7 separate regions of the Mus musculus genome follow, and regions 1, 2, 4, 5, 6 and 7 are each linked to region 3. The links are chromatin contacts, called in public HiChIP or PLAC-seq and promoter capture Hi-C maps. All regions are on one chromosome and are shown on one strand. Each heading gives the region's core, a stretch centred on a gene start, on an enhancer-like site or on the middle of the called end of the contact. The rest is flanking DNA. Distances are from core to core; before and after follow the strand shown.

Region 1 (2,700 bases), core at 191-2,690, 490 kb before region 3:
CATACTGTAACGACATTGGAGAAGGCTCTTAACTCTTTGGTCTTCAAGTTTCTAACATGGAAAGTGACATTAAAGCCCATGAAACAACAACAGAAAAATTGCTTCTGTTTGCTCTTAGATTAATAGAAATCTATAAAACAATTCCTACATGGTTTGGAACCTGTAAGCATCCAGAAAACTTTGTTATCGTTGCCCCTATTATTTTTTATTGCCACTGCTTGGATTTGTCCTCTTAATCTTTTTGTTGTTCTCACCATACCCCACAGGCTGGTTGGTCCAGGACAAATAACATCTCAGGTATTAAATTTATGAACTAGATTGAGGCTCTGTTACACAAGGTACAGGATAAAAAGCTGTGGGAAAACATTGATCATCAAGAAAACACAGCCTGACATCTATTTACAATCCAGTAGGGTATGGAAGCCACACAAAATTACAAAGCACATCAAGGAAAGGCACTATTTGATAAATACCATAAAAGAGAGATAAACAATGGGCTACGGGCCCTATAGAAGACAAAACACTCCCAGCTGCTGCTTCTCTTATTCATGCTGATCCAGATATGGGTGGCTAGAGGGGATGGGGAGAGACACAGGATGAATGGGGAAAACCAGTTCAGGGGGTTAGAGAGATGGCTCCATTAACAAAAGGCTTGTCTTGCAAGCAAAAGAATCTGAGTTCATTCTTTAAGAACTCATGTTAAAAAAAAAAAAACAACAACAAAAAACAGGGAATGGAGGCATGCAGGCATGCATGTATAATTCCATCAAGGGTGAGGTGGGAGGCAGGGGCAGTTGGATCCCTGGGGCTAACTGGTCAGGTAGCCTATTCAAGCTGATAGTGTTTCAGGCCAGTAAGAGACCCAGTCCTGAACAAAAGTATAAGGCGTATAAGGCGCTTAAGTAATAATACCTGAGGCTGCCTTCTTGTTTCCACATATGCACATGTACACGTGAACACATTTGTCTTCCTACACACATAAATGATAAATAAGTAAATAAATAAATAAATAAATAAATAAATAAATAAATAGTATTTCACAAATACAGACTATATGTTGCATGATAAGAAAGCTATCCTGTTCTAAGCTGAGAAGCCCAGGAAGATGGTAGGTAAACAATGACAATAATGCAGAAAAAAAGGTGATATTTGCTCACCCAAGGCTTGTTGCGTCTCGTATTCTGGCCATATTACCCACTGGGATGGTCATCAATGAGTAGATTTCCTCACTGTTGGGAATGGATGTAGGTATATAAATAAAACAGCAAAATCCTCTCGTACATCTCACTGCGCCAACCCAAAGTCATCAAAAACTGTGTCAAACCCAAAGAAACAAGTGAGACTTTTTGAAGCCAAATAATGCGGGGACATAGATCACACCTGCTCCCTCCTAACAGATGCTTGTGTGGTGGCGACATATTGGCAGAAAATTCACACTCAGTGGCCCTTGTCCTTTTACTCCCAACTGTGCTGTGTGCTATTGTTAGTATTTTGGCTCAGAATAGAACACATATTGTAGAAATACCAGCTGGCTCCTGTGTAAGACACTCAAGTTAATTTTTCTCCAAAGACTCTGTTCCTGTGTTCATCTGGACTAATTATTTTTGTGTTTATCCAAACAAAAGGGCATATTGCAGAAAAGAGAAGTCACTTTCATTTTCTACACAAGCACTGGGGGCCTTGGTTAAGAAGAATTCAGAGCTCTGACAGAACTCAGACCCTGTGTTCAAACTCCAAAAGATGCTAGCACCAGACAGAAGGCTTTATAGCTGCTATTTACTTACAGAAAAATGAGAAACAGAGAGGGGAATCATGTAGCATGCCTATTCCAGAACATGAAGGGAGAACTAAAACTGGAGTCTAGGCTTTGTGAATTCTCAGAATCTTAGTACAGAAAGAAAGAAAACATGCAGAAAAGAGGAGGAAGGCGGGTAGATGCATCCATGACTGAAGCCATCCCTCCAGTCCTAGAGCTGGGTACAACAAAGGCAAGAAAGCCACACCACCAGTACATGCTGGGACAGGAAATTCTTGCCAGAACCTTCAGATTGGCAAACGGCTCCTTTCACAGGGCATGCAGGCTAGAAAAGCTGAAGAAATAATAGTGTGGATTTCCTCCAAACGTTTGCAGGGATCTGAGTTCTTCTTAAAGCTTGCTGCTCTGAAAGCGCTGACTGCAAAAAGCGCCCATCCACTCTGCAGTTCCTTAGCTTTGTAAAAATCGAAGTAGCAAATTGGAAGCTCTTCGAGTATGTGTTAAGGATCTTCCCCACCCATGAGTTAAATGGATCCGAGAACAGGCAGGTCGGCTCTGTCTGTCTTTCTCTTCAGGAAATGAATGCAGGAGCACATATCTTTTCAACCAGTGTGCCCTTATTCTCCTCCTCTCAGCTCACTGGCCCCTTCTCTTCTTACCGACCTTGATAAATCTCACCTGCAGTCATAGATGATAGTGCCTCACCTTTGCAAGGTGGACTCTTGTGAAAGTAAGGAAGGGTTGAGGGAAAGGAGGCCAAGACATCTAAATGCAAGCATCAACCTTGTCTGGGCCATTCGCCGTCCCTCCTTACTAGCCTTGAAATGACCAAGAGCCAATAAAAGCTGGATGGACAGGTATTGCTGGCCTTCTTCAGGACACAGGCAAGATGTAACTGAACACAGCTGTTAGCCATCAGCATCCGTTACGTCCAAAAAGACCTA
Region 2 (2,700 bases), core at 16-2,515, 330 kb after region 3:
GTCCCCACCTCCACCCACACACACATAAGCAAAGGTTTAAAATGTGTCCAGGTAGACGCTTTTGATAGAGGGATACAGGTATTCTTCAGCATGAAGAAATAATAGTACACCAACCAAGTTTAACAACAACAACAAAATGTCATGACATTGTGGAGGACAACTTATGGGGTGAGATATTCTATAGCTATGGGCTGGTTAGCCTGGGGCTAAGATGGAGCCCCATGCAGGGGCAGAAATAAACAAAACAGAAGGTAGGAAGAGTCTGGAGTACTTTGGAGCATGGTACCCAGTGACAATGTAAAAGAAAGGGAAGATACCACTAAGATTTCAATGATGCATTATAATGCTGTCCACTAAATCAGGGTGGACACAATGAAGAAGGGACTTTGTAAAAAGGGAGATAAAAAGATAAAGCTGGATTATCACCTGCCATGCAAGTAGATGAGACCAAGAGAATTATGAACAGGCAGTTGTTGCCTTGGAGAGTGCGTGGGATTGAGGTTTTGTGATGGGCCATCTTTGTGGTTGTTGAGACAGGGTTTTTCTGGAGCTCTAGATGTCCTGTGTCTGTGGCAGTTATGGGCCGCATCCTAGAACTGTGAGCCAAAAGAACCACTTCCTTCCTGTACTGGCTGGTTTTGTGTCAACTTGACACAGCTGGAGTTATCCCAGAGAAAGGAGCTTCAGTTGAGGAAATGCCTCCATGAGATCCAACTGTAAGGCATTTTCTCAATTAGTGATCAAGGGGGATCAATTAGGGATCAAGCCCCTTGTGGGTGGGACCATCTTTGGGCTGGTAGTCTTGGCTCTATAAGAGAGCAGGCTGAGCAAACCAGCAGCAGCAAGCCAGTAAAGAACATCCCTCCATGGCTTCTGCATCAGCTCCTGCTTTCTGACCTGCTTGAGTTCCAGTCCTGCATCTTTTGGTGATGAACAGCAGTATGGAAGTGTAAGCTGAATAAACCCTTTCCTCCCCATCTTGCTTCTTGGTCATGATGTTTGTGCAGGAATAGAAACCCTGTCTAAGACACTTCCTTAAGCGAGTCTGCCGAGTGTTCTGGTACAGTGATGAAGAAAGCTACCAAAACAAATGTATATTTCAGGGCGGACTGTTTAAATACAGAAATGAAATAAATCCTCAAGATTTCCTACTGATTAATCATATGGAATGTCTACCCTTAGAGAAAGAGAGAAGGATGGAAATCTTGAGATCCGTGTAAGGCCTTGACGACGGAAAGTCAGAGGAATCCAACGGACAACTCATGCTACAGAAATGTAGCTATGTGAGATGAATGAGGTGGTCAGTTGGGTATGAAAGGCAGACACGACGTTTAAAGTATGCACTTAGAAAAGGGGAATTCCATATACATGAAGCCAGAGGAGATGCCAGAGATAAAACCGGTCATCAGCCAGCAGCTCAGCTACATTCTGCAAATTGCCTGCATGGAGACAGAGTCAGCTCCCAACACAGGCTTTGGCACACCCTGTGGATCTCACTTGAACAGAGCTGTATCCTGCCCCTGCCCTCCTATTAGAGCTGGCTGACATCCTGAGCCTACCTCGCCAAGAGGTTCATGAATCCTAGAAAACAGCCTTACCCAAGCTAAGATGGTTCAGTCCAGCAGCACAAGAAGACAGCAGGTACCTGGCAAAGATCCAAACACGATGAAGCCAGGCAGCCAAACAAACCGACTTTTTTTTAGGTCTGGGGACCCTGCAAACCTGGAAAGGCCTTCATGGAAGGTCTGGCTTAGAAGAAAGACATCCCCGGGGAAGAAGTCAACCGCTAAAGCAGCCCTGAAAAGGAATTGTTCAAAGTAGCCCAGGCCCCATTAGGCAGAGGAGAGGAGGCAGGGGTGGGGGAAACCAGATGAATAACAGTTTCTGAGCAGCACTGGGGCCACAGTTAAGATCCGGAAGTCCTGATTTGTAGCGCATCCATTTATATATAAAAATTAGACTGTGTACATGAGTACTGGCTGTCTAGCCAAGAGCTAATGCACATATGCAATATTTTGTCTCCAGTAATGGTACTTAAATTTTTTAAAGTAAACTCCAACAGTCAAACACGATTTTAAATTGACCTTCCTCCTGGTGCTGGTGCATTTAGCAAATGCCTTTTCCTCGCTCAGCATTTCTTGTTCGGTCCTAAAACCCAAACAGAATTGATTTGTTTTTGAATCACTCCATTCATGAAGTTGTGTTTGGAAGAAAAGAAAGGGGCAATGAGTTTTCATCTTGAACTGGCTTTGATCTGGGGACAAGAAAAATAACCTTTTAGATATATATCTTGAAGGTGGTGGGTAGAAAGTAACTCGCGTCCTATTTGTGAGTTGCCCACATAAAATCACTGGAAATCGGTTGGCTCTCGGCCTAGGACGCACCTTCATTTGTCCTAGGTCTGTGATGGTTGTCAAACTCCTCCCTGCCTCTGAGCCCCTGCCCTCCTGTCGGAGCTGGCTGACATCCTATCAAAGAGCAGCAAACACAGAAAGGAGGGTAAGCAGATGGTGATTTGGAAAACATTTTTCCCTAGAGGGGATTTTTTAAAAAATCCTATTCTCACATAATCAGATAAGAAGCTCCTCAACCATTGTCCATAAAACACATTGGTGGGAGACAGAGACCTGTTATTTGGGAGGGAGGGGGCATTTTTAAAATGTTTTCATTTCCAGATTTCTCTTTATAGAAAGCTTAACA
Region 3 (2,700 bases), core at 191-2,690:
TTGGCTCCCTCCTTCGGAACAGAAAAAATGATAGTGGATTGCACAGGAATAGCTAGATGGACTGATGCCTGGGGAGACGGAGGCTGGCTGGCTGGATGGATAGATAGATGGATGTACGGAGTGGGAAGAATCGATGAGACAGATGCACAGCTAATGCGCGCAGGTTGGAACACGAACACAGGCCGGAGCCCACGTTCACACACTGTGCGCACTCGCTTACCCGGCACAAAACGTCCAGGTTCCTGCAGACACCCGCGCCAGGCACACATTTGCCCTCAAACACACACACACACACACACACACACACACACACACACACACACACACACACACGAGAGGAGGGGGAGAGAGACAGACAGAGATAGAGAGACAGGGACACATAAGGACAGAAATAGACACAGAGAGTGTTCCTTTCCCCCTAGGCCCATCACAAACTAAATGGTCACCACCTCTCCCCTCACCTCGGACAGAAAAACAGACAAACAATCCTTCCAGAACGTCGCAATAGACAAACAGAAAACGGCACACGAATGGGTCCCGTCGGTCATGCCTGTCCTTCTAGACTAGTCCAGTACCCCATACTGGAGAGAGAAGCTTACAGTGGGGTATGTTTAATTCGCTGACTGGTCCCCTAGTTTTGCTGGATGAGCTAAGGATCTGGGGTAGGGGAGAGGTAGGCCTGAGATTGCAACCTCCAGGGTGCGCGGCCCGATGGAGAAAAAGGTGTCTGAGGCCCGGTGCTAGAAATCAGGTCACCGGCGCCCGACAAGCGGCGCCACCACCGCTGCGCGCTCCGGAGACCAAGCAGCCGGGTCCCGGGAAGCGCTGCGCTGGGAAAACTTTGCAAAAACCCGGGCTCGCAAGGCTTGGACAAGAGGCCGGGCGCTCTGCGCTCTACGTTTGGGTTTCCCTTCTCGCCTGTGCTGCTGATGTAGAGGACTTTGCTCACACGTTTTTTTGTTTTGTTTTCAAATCCCGGTGTATCCCCTCGGGGCGCCTTGAGCCGGCCCTGCAGGCGGATGCTGATAAACTTTGGCCTTTCGCTACAAACTTGGGCAGAGTGGCAGCTTGCATCGGTCACCCTTCTCAGTTCAGACAGCCTGATCCTCCTCAGTCCCCACTTAAGAGGATCCCCTCTGTTCGGCACTCTTCTCCGGAGTGGGAACGCGAGGCTCATGCCGCGCTCTCCACCCCCCGCCCCCCACCCTAACTGGTTCTGAGCTCCAGAAGACCATTCATCAGTGAATCACCCCCTCCGGGTCCCGGACCGCATAAGGGCTGCCGGGCTCTTACCTTCATTCGCGGGGTATACCCTAGAACCGGTGACAGCGTCGCAAATTCCAAAGAGAAACGAAAAGAGGATGAAATAGAAAATCCCAGCCATGGTTCGCCGGTGCCAACGCTGCTCCTGCCGCTTCTATCCCAGTGGAATAAATGCTTAAGTTAGGAGTGCAGCAGTCTGAAGACATTGCCAAGAGGGTGGGACCGGCCCGTGACGTACACCCGCCAGTCCAGAGCTCGTGACCAATAGCAGTGCAGAACCAGCGCCACGTCCCCACCCCCACGGTGCAGAGCCCACCCCCGAGGTCCCGCCCCCTCCAGCCTCCGCAGGGCTCAAGGTCTCCCGAGGCTGGCTTCCCAGCAGTGATGGGTCTGTGCCCCCACGAGAGGCCCCAGACCTTGTCTCGATCCTTGGGGATCGATCCCTTGGACGGCAGAGGGAACTTCGAGAGACTCCGAAAGGACGGTGGGGAAGGCCAGAAAACGTTGGCATTCCCCGCCCGGCCCCAAGTCCGGAGGTGTGCGAGGGAGAAAAGACTCCTGTTGAGATGAAATAAGTCTGAAGTTGACCTGCACCTTGGCTCTTGCCCCTTGCCGAGGTCGTCGGGTCTCTGTACTGTCCACCCCAGCTAAGGTCGGGCGCTCTCTGCTGCACGCAGCCACCCTCACTGCCAGGTTTTGTGTCTTTATGGCGTTCCTCCGTGGGAAATGCTTTGGGCTGGGGGACTTTCGTAGCTTGATAATTCCTTTCCTTCTTAGTTACCTAGCCAGGGGGACCCAGTCATCTCCCCAGCAGCAGAGCGCGGTCACTTGTCCCCAATCTTCCTAACGTTTGGAAGTGATCCCTGGCCAGGTCCGGGTGTTCACATCGACCGAGCCCACTACGGGACTATGAAGGGAGAAATCACCTCGCGACAGCCCTAGCTACCGGGAACTCACTGTGCTTTCCAGGGAGTGTCCCTGGAACCACTTCTAGCCATTCCTGGACACTTAGGTGTAGAAGGGGAAGGTTGTAAGAATGCGAGCACCTGCTGCACAGAAGGGACAGACAGAGGGTCGCAAGCTGCCTGGAGCAGCTACTGTGGCTCTGAACTCCGAAGTCTCCCCGGTACTGATGGGGACAGTCTCCCAGGGGACCAAAATGAGAGGCTCTACCCGCAGAAACTTGTCCCACAACCCCGCGTTGTTCTGGGTGCCAACCATCGACTTCCCAGGGACGCAGACACCATCCGGTCCTCCGATGCTCAGGCCACCGGGGAAGCCAATTTGAGCGCCAACCGCAGCTCAGCTAGCTACCAAGGGACCCGCCCCAGTTGAAACTGGGTGGCTGGTCCCCAGGCGTTTGAAGGGGTGGGATTCCAAAAGATCCACCTTCCGTGCTCGCCTCAAGCTGCCCCTCCTTTGGCTCCCTCCCGGGCC
Region 4 (2,700 bases), core at 15-2,514, 430 kb before region 3:
AAATGATAACTGAAAAATAATTCAATCATGCAAGATAATCTAATCTTTAAAATATATGCAAATACATACACATACTCTCTCTCTCTCATGCACAGGTGCACACACACACACACATACACACACACACACGTATATAAAAACAAATGTCAAAAAGAAAAAAAAACTCCAAAGAAAAATGAAGTTTACTGCAGAACAGTCCATTTGCTAAATGTCTGTTATCTTAATTTTACTTTCTTATTTTCTATATTTCTTCTATTGTGTATTTGTTTCAATACAAGATAGTTGAAAAGGTTTTTATCTTCAGACTGCTAATGAAATGAATATACAGTTAAGTTCACATGAAAATTGTCATAGCGAAGTGTGGTGGCACATGACCGGAGCCCTAGGTGAGGCAATAGGATTGCAAGCCTGCGGCCTACTTAAACAATTATATATACTACCACAGTGTATAATATGACCGTTACACATTTCCAATATTTCCCCACCAATGAGAGTTTATAATTTCCCTCACATTAAGTCCCAAGTTTATAAGAACCCATTTACCTTAAAACTTATCCATTTATTCATTTATCTATGTAATGTGTGTATGTTTTGCCCCTCTGGGTTTAGGTGTATCATGTGTAAGCAGGAGCCCTCAGATGTGAGAATGGAGAGTCAGAAACTCTGGAACTGGAGTTACAGGCAGTTGTGGGTCACCATGTAAGTGCTGGGAGCTAAACCTCTGAAAGGGTGCTGATGCTCTTAACCACTGAGACATGTCTCAAACCCCCAAATCCATCTATAGTAAGAGTATAGATGGCTTTGTATATTTTAACAAATATATATATATATATATATATATATATATATATATATATTATAGCAAATTCATAAATTTATTATATTATTTTATAATTATATCTGTCTATTATAATACATCTATAATATATAATTATACATGTATAATTATACTTGCACATATATTATATATTATATAAATCCGAAAACACTGAATGGTTCTACCTCTGGACCAAACTGAAAGGACCAACGTGTCTTCCTAGAATTCCCACTCAACTCAAGGAAAATGTGATTATGAATTGAGGTAAATCAGGCAGGATGACATAACCCAGAAGCTTCAAGGTCACAAATGCCTCTCATTTCCACCTTTCAGGGGATTTTAAAGGGGGTAGCCGTGTACACGGAGCGAGGCTGTGCAGAGAGGCTCTGCTGAACTGCTCGATGAAAAGGCAAAGGAGAAGCACATTATTGCACTTGAACTATGATGTCATGTGGAATGCATTCTGCCAGCCTGGAGGAGCAGGAAAGTCAGCAAGCAGAGCCGGGTGCTCCTCATCTGCATGCACACACATGTCCTGACTCTTTATATCCTCACCATGGGAGGATACAGAGGGAGGGGAAAAAAAGAGAGAGATACAGGAGTTAAGAAATATTGCCAAAACATGTAACTGTTAAATTGCAGAGCTGGCTTTCAAACTCAGGCATTGAATGCTATGGTCCCTTCCTTCTTAATCTCACTCCCTGGGCACAAAAGAAAGAGGAACTCCCCAGATACTACAAAATGCATTCCTTGTAGTCTGAGGGATTTTTTAAGTGGGGGAGGAGTTACATTCTGTTTTAGAAAGCTTTGATGGTATGCATGTGATGCATGAGTGCATGTGTTTGTGTGTATGTGTGTGTGCATGTGTTTGTGTGTGTGTTTGTGTGTGTATATGTGTGTGCCTGTGTTTGTGTGTTCATGTGTTTCTGTGTGTATATGTGTGCTCATGTGTTTGTGTGTGTTTATGTGTTGTATATGTGTGTGTATCTGTGTGTTTATGTGTGTGTGTGTGTGTGTGTGTGTGTGTGTGTGTGTGTGTGTGTGTGAAGTAGGAGATTTGCTAACGCAATCATTCTTCCATCCTTCTGTTGCAGTAAGGCTGAAGTGCCTTCCTCCTGACAGGAATAAGGCCGCAAATGAAACAAGGAAGCACGATTGTTCTCTTCTGTGAGCCGCTTGAAGGGCAGACGATCCTTGGTCCATCCATTACCACATAAATAATTAAATACCCAGAGCCTGCAGCCAGCCCAGGTTGGGCACTGGGTGAAGCAATTCACATTAAATATTGGGAGAACAACACACTTGGTCAGTCATTAGCTCCTCCTAGTGGCTTCTTTGGCCCTTGGTCAGGAGGCAGCTAAGGTATTGGCTGTCTTAGAGGAAACCCAGTTACTTGCGCATCTCTAAGCCAGGGGACCTGGTCACACCATGGAAAAGACCACACCCATGAGCATCAGAGCTGATTTCCCAGAGCCACAACGGAGCGCTGAGCCTTCTACTCCGGTGGCATGTATAAGTCTGTCAACCCAGATGCCTAAGAAAGGAAAGCCCAACCACAATCACGTTCTCTGCTGGAGATAATTAGAACTTCAAGTGGTGGAACAAAACAAGTAATACATGGTGACCTACAGGTGCCTTTCAGTTATACTGTGCTCCGCTCCTGCCTTGTGGAAGAGAAAGCAAGTGTCACAGGAAAGTTTAATCACATCAAATACAGAAACCAGGCCAGAGCTCTGTGGGGGTGGGGTCAGGAGGAAGCAGGGAGGAGGTAAGAGAGACTGGCTACTTCTGAGTTCTCCATTCAACCCCCCCTACTCATCTCTTCTATGGAAATGACTCCCCTTTGAGAATCAGCAGGTCCCACGCCACACCATCCATATGGG
Region 5 (2,700 bases), core at 126-2,625, 360 kb after region 3:
GGCCACTGTGGGTACCTACATGCCCACCGACAAGCCCGTATGGTGAAATACATAAAATTTTAAATAACATAAATAAATCTTTAAAGAGGTATTTATATCTGTATTATGGTTATTCCAGTGAAACAAGTATAGACATTTTATAAATCAAAAGAATATACTGGTGTATAGCTGCTGTGGTTTTTCAAAATGCCTATTTGAAAGAGAACTCTTGAAGTAAGAGAAATCTCCAGGCCACCCATGAGTCACACCATCATAGAGATTCCCCTGATCAAAACCAAATGTCATATTGCTGCTTGAGAAATGTCACATAATTAGAAGGAGACTGAATAAGAGTCATCCACCTGCCACAGCATGAGGGAGGGGATGTGAGAGAGAATGAATGGGAAGACAAAGCTGGTGACACACAGTGACATAGTGTACCTGGTACAGGGCTTGGCCCTGGAGGCACAGCAGGCCCCACAGCATTCATACAGCACAATGGGAAGAGATGCTGTGAGCAGCTCATGCCATCAAAGTCGAGTTACTGCCAATAAATCATAGAAAGACCACAGCATCCCTAAGAGCAGAAGAGAGCCTTGTACCTTCCCACTCTTTCCCCACATGAGGACCCCCATGGCTCAGCTTAAAGGCTAGACACATGAAAAGGGGCTATGTACCTACTGAGCATTGATCTTTCTACTCACTTGTTCGGACTGATGCATTTTACTGATTCAGACAAAATTATAATTTGCTTTTTGTAAGATTCCTTCCTTATGAAAAGATTATAATTTATCATGTATTTTCCCCCAAAGTAATAATCTCTAAATCACTCGATGAATGTATCCCTAAATTGTGGTTTAAATAATGCATCATGATGCACAAAGTAACTAGGGTAAGATGGAATTTAACAAATATATCTTTCAAGTATTAACATGCTGTCACTACAGATTTAACTTGGTGATAGAGTGCTTGCTTAGCATGGGCATGAACCTGGGGGTAATTTCCTGTACAATTAAAAAAAAAAGACAATTGGTGGCTGCTGAGAGAAGGAGAAGAGTTTTCTTCAAGAACGATACCCCTGACAGGTTCCCGTGCTTCAGTGAATGATCTACACATGCGCACATACTGGCATCACTAAGCACAGTTAGTGGTTTTTTTCTTTTTAAAGGAGCACATAATTTGGGAGGGAATAGTGGTGGGCAAGAAAGTGGAAGAAATGGGGGAGTAGGAATACATGGTGACTTTGAGCAGAACATATTATATACATGTATGAGATTTTCAAACAATAAAAGCAAACAAAAACACAGCAAAAGCCCAAAGAAGCACATAGCCCAACCACGACTCATTACATTCTTATTACATTCTTGTAACACTTACTGATATGCCACAAGTATTATAAAACAAACCTAAGAGTAGAAAACGTCCAAGTTCTTGCAATCTTCAGCAATAGTGACTTACCATGTAGCTTGGGAGGACAGCAAAGTGCCTCTGTTGTTCTGGAACCTCACAGAAGCCTCCAAGCCAGCAATTCATAAGAAGAAATTCTCAAAAGGCAATGAGATTTTTCATTTAAAATTGTATGGCTTTTAGTAGCAGCAAAAACGTCCATTAAAACTACTTTTCTTAAAATCATTATAATTTACATTCAGCTTATAAAGTAGTGAGTTACTATATGGTTATTTTTCCCATCTATTCAGAGTTCATAACTAACCCTAACCCTTGCCTGTCCTAGATGAAGAGTTGACTATTGATATTTTTTACTACATGAACACATAGACAAATAGCCTTCTAAGCATATCTGTTAATACACATAGGCTAATACTGTTCTCTGATTTGGACAGCGAAGGTCATGTTCAAAGTGGCTGACAGTGGATGCAGAGACTCACAATTGGTCAAATTGCTGAGGATAAATGATCTTGAGTTCTCATCCCTACACTGGGCATCAATAAGACCCTGTCCAAGGACCAGGGAGCATCATAAGAGAGGAAATAGAAAGACTGTAAGAGCAAGAGGGTGGGGAGGAGTACTGAGCTGTCTTTGGGATGTGACACACCTGTGACAGTCATGATGCACTGTACAATAGCTACCTGCACATCCAAAGTCAAAAATCCATGAAAGTCAGAGGGGTAATGGTTGAGAAGCATACAGGGATCCATGAGCATGGAAGGAAGATGAGAGGGCAACAGGGGCTGAGGGTGATCAACATGCTTATAGACACATGTAAAGACTATAGTAAATAAATTAGAAGATCTAACCTTTTCTGTATTTATTCTAGTAGGTTGCCCCACATGGATTCCCCACGAGGATGATGCACCAGGAAGAACTCTTCATCTCCCGGATGCCTGGGTATCTGTCTAATATTTATCTACTGAAAATACTAAAGCAATAACCACACTTCAGCATGTTAAGTACAAATCAGTCCAGTGAGGCCAGACCTGCCGACTCAAAAAGATGTCAGAGAAATTTCTTTGTAAGGGGGACGTCATAAAACCCTTGAACTCTTCTCCCTTGTGTGTCTCAGAGGAAAGTGGTTTCTCCAAAACCCTAAGGAAGCCACTTTAGCATTTTTTTTCAGAACATAGCTTTGTATTCATCCATTCAGTGCACTCATCTTAGATGCTTTTTAAAAATAGCACATTATTATCTAGTCCTGTGACTTAAGTTTGTTTCTCCTTTCTCCCCTGCAATACAGATTTAAACTTCCAAGGGCAGGCATGGTCC
Region 6 (2,700 bases), core at 167-2,666, 390 kb before region 3:
CTACAATTCAGTCAGTAATACATGTTGGCACAGCATTGTTGTTCATTGCATATGTCTCTGCCCTTCCTTGTAGAGGACTCTAACCTCCCTTCTTCACATGACAGGGAAGCAGCCAGTCTGCCAGCTTTATCTGGAATAACCCAAGAAAATGACACCACAAAGACCACCTCACCCTTATGACTGCCAGGCTGGTGACAGGCCCTTTCCACTCCTGGAGAGCACTTATAAACATGCATTGCTTACTCCAAAGTAAAACATGGGTGAGTCCTGGTGCAGCATACTGACCCTGGAGTGCAACCGCCTAGGCACAAATCCAAGTGGCACCAATTACTTGGTCCAGCCATTTACTTCTTTGTACCATAGTTTCCTTGTCTACAAAGAAGAGATAAAAAGTTACGATGCATATAAACTGCTTAGCATGAATAGTTGGCACAGTCATTGTTGTTGGCATGTAATTATCTAAGTCTTTGCCAGACCTTTTAAAGTCAGTAATAATATACCAGTTCATATTTGTATCCCTAGTACCTAACACAGAATCTGTCAAGACAAATACACACACACACACACACACACAGAGAAAGAGAGAGAGAGAGACAGAGAGACAGAGAGAGAGAGAGACAGAGAGAGAGAGAGAAGAGAGGAGAAAGGAGAGAGGAGAGAGAAAAACACACAGACACACAGACACACAGGGACAGAGAGACAGAGTGATAGAGTCAGTCAGATAGACAGAGGCACAAAGACACACACACACACAAAAACACACAGAGAGAAAGACACACACATACACACAAACAGACACACACATAAACTGAAACACACATAAAAGATCATTTCAACAACAGAATACTTTACAAAGGTATTAAACACTTTGTTTTGTGCCATGGTCCTTGTTGACAGTATGAAAAGTCCACAGATTCATCCTCAAAACAATGCTTTTAAATATACACAATGAAATGTGTCTTGTGTTACAAAAAAAAATCCAATTATACTGAAATAAAGCCATCAGGAATATGTGAAAATAAATTTGTAGCACAATAATATTGTCTTTCTGATTCAATAACAAAATCTAGCAGAAGATCCAGCTCTAGTTATTTCAGAGGAACAATGAGTTTAAACAATACTGAGAGAGATGGAGAACAATAAAAGCATGCTGGGAAAATCATCACGGGCCCTGTTGCCAAAGCCAAGGTCAAAGCTAGTACTGTGAGGGTGTGTTGTTTTGATTAGCAGTGGAAGGGAATGCTACATTCCATTTAGAGAGTGGTGCAAACATAGATAATGTTTTCCAATTTGAGACTCCCCTACCTCCTAGTTAAGGTGTATGAGCTTAAAGCTTGGTTTGTGAGAGTCCCTGAAGTCCGCTAGCAGAACTGCATTGTGTCTAGAAAAAAGAGAAGGCTGCGCTTTCTCATCCCAGAAGCTACCCATATTCAGCTCCCTCACCAGAGATGGGCACTGCCTGACTGTCTAGCCTGCTGGAGTTCCCTGAATGGATGGTGATCCTTCAAAAACAAAGTGCTTTCTCCAGGCCTTTCCTGATACTTTTCCTTCAAACACAGTCCAGTTTAGAAGCCTCCTTCTTAATGGCTTAATTATTGCATTCAGAAAAAGTAAATATGATACTTTGGCTTTAGTTAGAGAAGAAATATGTCCCCTTTGCAGTGCTGGCACTGTGTCGAAGTGAGAGGCAATTTGCACTAGAGAAAGCTCTTTCTCCTTTGGGCTTGAGCCAGGCAGCTCAATAATGCTCCTTTTATCTAAGTAGATCCTGGGCTGTTGCCCTGTTAACATTCAACCTTTCCTAAAGGCGAATTCAGCCTTTGAATGAAACACTGAAATTAGATAGGATTCCACATTCCCAAGTCCTCTCTCTTCAATGTCAGCATTTTGCATCATTTTTTTTTAGTGTGTATTAACTGCGCTGAGTAAATGGTTTCATTATGGCATTTCCATACCCACATGTATTGTTCTTTGATCATATCCATCCCTTCTGTGATCCTTTCTTATCCCTCACCCCCCATTTCTCCTCTTCCACATACCACAGCCCTCCTTTCCCTGGTGTATTTTGTTTTCCTTCTACTACATATATGAGAGAAGTCCCATGATGCATTTTTCTCTGAATTTGGTTTTCTTGCTTATTTTCTGGGAAGCAGCTTCACAAAGTAGCAGGCTCCATTAGATGACAGTTTATGTTACCTCTGGTTGGTTTGTTTGTTTGTTTTGTTTTGCTTTTGTTTTTCTCACAAACAACACGATTTTGTTCTTTTGTATGGTTGAATAAGCTTTGTGTACAGCACACTTTATTTATCCATTCATCTGATGATGGACACCTCCTCTGGCTCCACATCTTGGCTGCTGTGAGGACTGCTACAATAACGTGGATGTACAGTAACACTGTGGTGTGACTTTGATTCCTTCAGGTTTATACCCAGGAGTGGTACAGATGGGTCGTCTGTTAGTTCTATGGTTAGCTTTTTTTTTTTTTTGAGGAGATTCCACCGTGATTTCCACAGCAGATATCCTAATTTATATTCCTACTGACAGTATATTTATGTTTCTTTTTCCTTCAAATGTTGATCTGTTGGTTTACTTTTTTTGTTGTTTTTCATTTTCCTGGTGATAGCCACTTTGACTGGGGTGGAATAGAATCTCATGGTAGCTTTCCATCTGCATGCCTGTGGCAGTTAAAGATCTGGAACA
Region 7 (2,700 bases), core at 76-2,575, 470 kb before region 3:
ATAAGCTTCAGGATGCTCAGTCATTTGTATTATTACCCTTTGAGCAAATACCTATATTTACAGGCAAAGTGGTTTTTCATTAATATCGTTTCTTTTCTTGGATTTCCTGGGTGGTATAGAGATAGGAGGAGGGTGTTTCCAGTCTGTAGGTAGGATAAGTGTAAAAACTTGTCCCTCTTGTGTTCTGGCCCTTTGCCTCAGCGTGACTTGTCCTCATGAGCTTCTGACTCTGCCTTTAGATAAATGCACAAGCTGCATGCCAGAGGATAGAAGGCAGATGAAGGTAATCCAACTGCTTCAGCAACATTTTTCTTTAGATAGGTCATCTGTGGGCAGATGATTTTCAAAGATAGAAGGAAATATCATCAATGTCAACCGATTTGGAGACTTGGAATCATCATACACATGGGCTTGCTCTGGACAAATGAGAAAGACTTCCCATGTGACATACAATGGTTAGCAGCATCTGAATGATAATAAATGCTCACTGTTACAGGGCACATATCTTTAGAAATTTTCGTAGACAACACATTGATATTGCTGACCATATTAATAAATAGGATATTAGATGGGGGATAGATAACAGGTACATCTTTTTCTCAAGGGCCAAAAATGTCTATGCTAGGTCTTCAAACTACCCATTATAGTAAGGGACAATCATTTGACTCTTAGTTTCTAACATGAGAAATATCCATTGCAAAGATGACACAGCATTAAGAAATTGCAAGTGATGTAGATGGACCTTATCCAGATGGATAGGACTTCTTCATGTTTACTGATATTTTTTAAAAGGACCTTCAGATGTATGCCATACATTCAAGCTATGCATCTCATTATGCTATATATTTCATTAGGCTATAGGCTTCATTAGACACTCAAATCAAGAATCTCATTACACAAACCAGACACACATCTCATTATGCCGTGCATGTCATTAAGATCCCAGCCAGGAACAGATGTAAAATAGACACATTTCAGCAAGGCTTTGATTCTAGCCCACATGGCACTCTCATCAACAACTGAGCAAGGATGGACCAACAATTGGGTGACTTTTGAATGACACTTGGCAAACAGGAACCAGCTCCAACAAGCACTGTGAAATAACTGAGAGGAAAAAAATAGCTTGGTGTCACATTCCACTTTCCTGTCCACTCTAAGAATCCATTCCTACTGTCAGTCAGAAGTCACCTATCAGTGGAAAGCTGGTGATGGGGTGCGAGAGGACACGTGTCTGTAACAATGCCATCATCTGTCATAGGAGACACAGACAACAAAGGGGACCATCAATGTCACCTTGGGGTCGCAGCAACTGTGGCTGTTCTGCGTTCCCAGTTGGCATCTCATTCGGTATCTTCATGGACAGGTTCCATGATGACATCCCTGGCTAAGTAGTATATCTGCGGTCAGAAATGATAAAATCCCAACTCACACTAATATAAGATTAGACCATTATAAAAAAAGCCCAGAGGTGTGAGTCATTCCAGCCTGACCAACCCTAGCCAAAGACAACACGATCTCTGTGGACATGTGTTCTCTCTGTCCCTAGGGTCTGATTCTCTGGGTGTCAGTTTTATCATTAGGTGCACGTTCTAGATGAGAAAAGTGCAAGTGGTTCCAACCATCTCCACAGCTCCCAGTTCTAATAAAATATAGTGAGTGTCTTCTAAAAGAGGCAACCAGGTCCTGGCAGATGATTCTAGCAAGAACCTTGGAAGAAGGAGTATAGGCCCTCAGTTACTATCACACGTTCCTATGCCTTCTCTGAAGGTTATCATGGATTGAAGTGGACAAGGACCTTAAGCCAGGAGAGTGACCGGTAGATGCAAACATATTTATTTACTGTCCCTGATTCATAGATTATAAGGCAATAAAAGTGCAATAAACCTACAGTCTAAGAACTTGGGAGTCTCTGTTCTTGCTCACCTAAAAAAAAAAAAAAAGTTTGTCACCAATGAATAAGAGATGTCTATATTGCAGGAGCTGGATAAATATCATGGCTATTTCTTGAGCTACTACCAAATGAGAATAATTCTTTTCTCTAGTAGTTTAAGCTAGTGTGAAAAAGCATGACTTTCATGAGCTATCAAGCACTCTGTTCAGAATAGCTTGAAGCATTTTCTGTAACTATTGGCTATTATATTTAGGAAGGATTAAACTTAAGAAAATGAACACACCAAAAAATCCAGATTAGTGATACAGCACTTGGCTAGCATTCAGCAGAGCTTGAATTTGGTTTCTAGTACTGCCATAAACAAAAGAGAAACAACAACAACAACAAAAAAAAAAACATTTGAAAAAACAAAAAACAAAACAAAACAAAAAAAAAAACAACAACTCTTCCTGTAAGCGGCCAGAGGTCACCTGCCAAGATGGTTCGCTACTCTCTTGACCCAGAAAACCCCACAAAATCATGCAAATCAAGAGGTTCAAACCTTTGTGTTCACTTTAAGAACACCAGAGAAACTGCCCAGGCCATCAAGGGTATGCATATCTGCAAAGCCACCAAGTATCTGAAGGAGGTCACTTTAAAGAAGCAATGTGTGCCATTCGGGCGGTATAATGGAGTCGGTAGGTGCGCCCAGGCCAAACAGTGGGGCTGGACACAGGGTCGGTGGCCAAAAGAGAGTGCTGAGTTTTTGCTGCACATGCTTAAAAATGCAGAGAGTAATGCTGACCTTAATGATTTAGATGTAGATTCTC

What was found. Promoter capture Hi-C pulls out the DNA fragments that hold promoters and counts their contacts. HiChIP or PLAC-seq counts read pairs in DNA pulled down with a chosen protein or histone mark.
Region 1: a contact with region 3 is called in a promoter capture Hi-C map of hippocampal neurons, with 8 times the contacts expected there. The contact joins the enhancer-like site here to the promoter of Epha4 in region 3. A contact is called at or near these places in 7 of 39 promoter capture datasets (the 3T3-L1 cell line, the SN4741 cell line, embryonic stem cells and 3 more), 1 of 15 datasets of contacts at CTCF or cohesin (the NIH/3T3 cell line), 11 of 484 Hi-C or Micro-C datasets (the AML12 cell line, the C10 cell line, bone marrow-derived macrophages and 7 more), 20 of 115 datasets of contacts at active chromatin or transcription factors (astrocytes, bone marrow-derived macrophages, craniofacial prominence and 12 more) and 3 of 9 other capture datasets (adipose tissue, embryonic stem cells and liver).
Region 2: a contact with region 3 is called in a CTCF HiChIP or PLAC-seq map of the NIH/3T3 cell line, with 16 read pairs. The contact joins the enhancer-like site here to the promoter of Epha4 in region 3. A contact is called at or near these places in 1 of 39 promoter capture datasets (hippocampal neurons), 1 of 15 datasets of contacts at CTCF or cohesin (the NIH/3T3 cell line) and 3 of 115 datasets of contacts at active chromatin or transcription factors (embryonic basal ganglia, embryonic hindbrain and forebrain).
Region 4: an H3K4me3 HiChIP or PLAC-seq map of embryonic forebrain shows a contact between it and region 3, with 5 times the contacts expected there. The contact joins the enhancer-like site here to the promoter of Epha4 in region 3. A contact is called at or near these places in 8 of 39 promoter capture datasets (the 3T3-L1 cell line, cranial neural crest, embryonic stem cells and 3 more), 47 of 484 Hi-C or Micro-C datasets (the AML12 cell line, the HL-1 cell line, Sertoli cells and 29 more), 20 of 115 datasets of contacts at active chromatin or transcription factors (craniofacial prominence, differentiating embryonic stem cells, embryonic basal ganglia and 12 more) and 1 of 9 other capture datasets (embryonic stem cells).
Region 5: a contact with region 3 is called in a CTCF HiChIP or PLAC-seq map of the NIH/3T3 cell line, with 5 read pairs. The contact joins the enhancer-like site here to the promoter of Epha4 in region 3. A contact is called at or near these places in 1 of 15 datasets of contacts at CTCF or cohesin (the NIH/3T3 cell line), 3 of 484 Hi-C or Micro-C datasets (cranial neural crest, embryonic fibroblasts and muscle stem cells) and 8 of 115 datasets of contacts at active chromatin or transcription factors (astrocytes, embryonic basal ganglia, embryonic forebrain and 5 more).
Region 6: an H3K4me3 HiChIP or PLAC-seq map of neural progenitor cells shows a contact between it and region 3, with 24 read pairs. The contact joins the enhancer-like site here to the promoter of Epha4 in region 3. A contact is called at or near these places in 7 of 39 promoter capture datasets (the 3T3-L1 cell line, hematopoietic stem and progenitor cells, hippocampal neurons and 2 more), 2 of 484 Hi-C or Micro-C datasets (the HL-1 cell line and cerebral cortex), 18 of 115 datasets of contacts at active chromatin or transcription factors (astrocytes, bone marrow-derived macrophages, craniofacial prominence and 10 more) and 2 of 9 other capture datasets (adipose tissue and embryonic stem cells).
Region 7: a contact with region 3 is called in an H3K27ac HiChIP or PLAC-seq map of heart atrium, with 9 read pairs. The contact joins the enhancer-like site here to the promoter of Epha4 in region 3. A contact is called at or near these places in 6 of 39 promoter capture datasets (the 3T3-L1 cell line, the SN4741 cell line, embryonic stem cells and 3 more), 5 of 484 Hi-C or Micro-C datasets (the HL-1 cell line, LSK cells, embryonic fibroblasts and 2 more), 18 of 115 datasets of contacts at active chromatin or transcription factors (astrocytes, bone marrow-derived macrophages, craniofacial prominence and 10 more) and 1 of 9 other capture datasets (embryonic stem cells).

What each region holds. Positions count from the first base shown.
Region 1 is chr1:77,026,386-77,029,085 of GRCm38.p6, forward strand. No RefSeq gene overlaps it. Among named protein-coding and RNA genes, the nearest start is that of Mir6352, 470 kb to the right of the region's middle. Within about 2 kb of position 1,441, at least 11 of the 459 cell types and tissues checked have an H3K27ac peak or open chromatin away from gene starts, as enhancers often do. A contact at or near this core is called in hippocampal excitatory neurons and hippocampal neurons, where this site is marked.
Region 2 is chr1:77,844,931-77,847,630 of GRCm38.p6, forward strand. All of the region lies in intron 2 of Gm33083 (a long non-coding RNA gene), which reads right to left. The region is part of intron 2 of Gm33030 (a long non-coding RNA gene); the gene reads left to right. Among named protein-coding and RNA genes, the nearest start is that of Gm33030, 33 kb to the left of the region's middle. Within about 2 kb of position 1,266, at least 15 of the 459 cell types and tissues checked have an H3K27ac peak or open chromatin away from gene starts, as enhancers often do. A contact at or near this core is called in the NIH/3T3 cell line, where this site is marked.
Region 3 is chr1:77,513,648-77,516,347 of GRCm38.p6, forward strand. Epha4 (Eph receptor A4) reads right to left here and starts at 1,441. Exons shown (of 18, transcript NM_007936.3): 1 at 1,294-1,441. The coding sequence starts at 1,384.
Region 4 is chr1:77,079,702-77,082,401 of GRCm38.p6, forward strand. No RefSeq gene overlaps it. Among named protein-coding and RNA genes, the nearest start is that of Mir6352, 420 kb to the right of the region's middle. Within about 2 kb of position 1,265, at least 22 of the 459 cell types and tissues checked have an H3K27ac peak or open chromatin away from gene starts, as enhancers often do. A contact at or near this core is called in embryonic forebrain, neural progenitor cells and stem cell-derived neural stem cells, where this site is marked.
Region 5 is chr1:77,868,951-77,871,650 of GRCm38.p6, forward strand. All of the region lies in intron 1 of Gm33083 (a long non-coding RNA gene), which reads right to left. It overlaps Gm33030 (a long non-coding RNA gene), which reads left to right. Exons shown (of 4, transcript XR_373561.2): 3 at 2,255-2,325. Among named protein-coding and RNA genes, the nearest start is that of Gm33083, 26 kb to the right of the region's middle. Within about 2 kb of position 1,376, at least 8 of the 459 cell types and tissues checked have an H3K27ac peak or open chromatin away from gene starts, as enhancers often do. A contact at or near this core is called in the NIH/3T3 cell line and embryonic fibroblasts, where this site is marked.
Region 6 is chr1:77,126,880-77,129,579 of GRCm38.p6, forward strand. No RefSeq gene overlaps it. Among named protein-coding and RNA genes, the nearest start is that of Mir6352, 370 kb to the right of the region's middle. Within about 2 kb of position 1,417, at least 14 of the 459 cell types and tissues checked have an H3K27ac peak or open chromatin away from gene starts, as enhancers often do. A contact at or near this core is called in forebrain and neural progenitor cells, where this site is marked.
Region 7 is chr1:77,047,961-77,050,660 of GRCm38.p6, forward strand. It overlaps the pseudogene Gm2060. Among named protein-coding and RNA genes, the nearest start is that of Mir6352, 450 kb to the right of the region's middle. Within about 2 kb of position 1,326, at least 7 of the 459 cell types and tissues checked have an H3K27ac peak or open chromatin away from gene starts, as enhancers often do. A contact at or near this core is called in heart atrium, where this site is marked.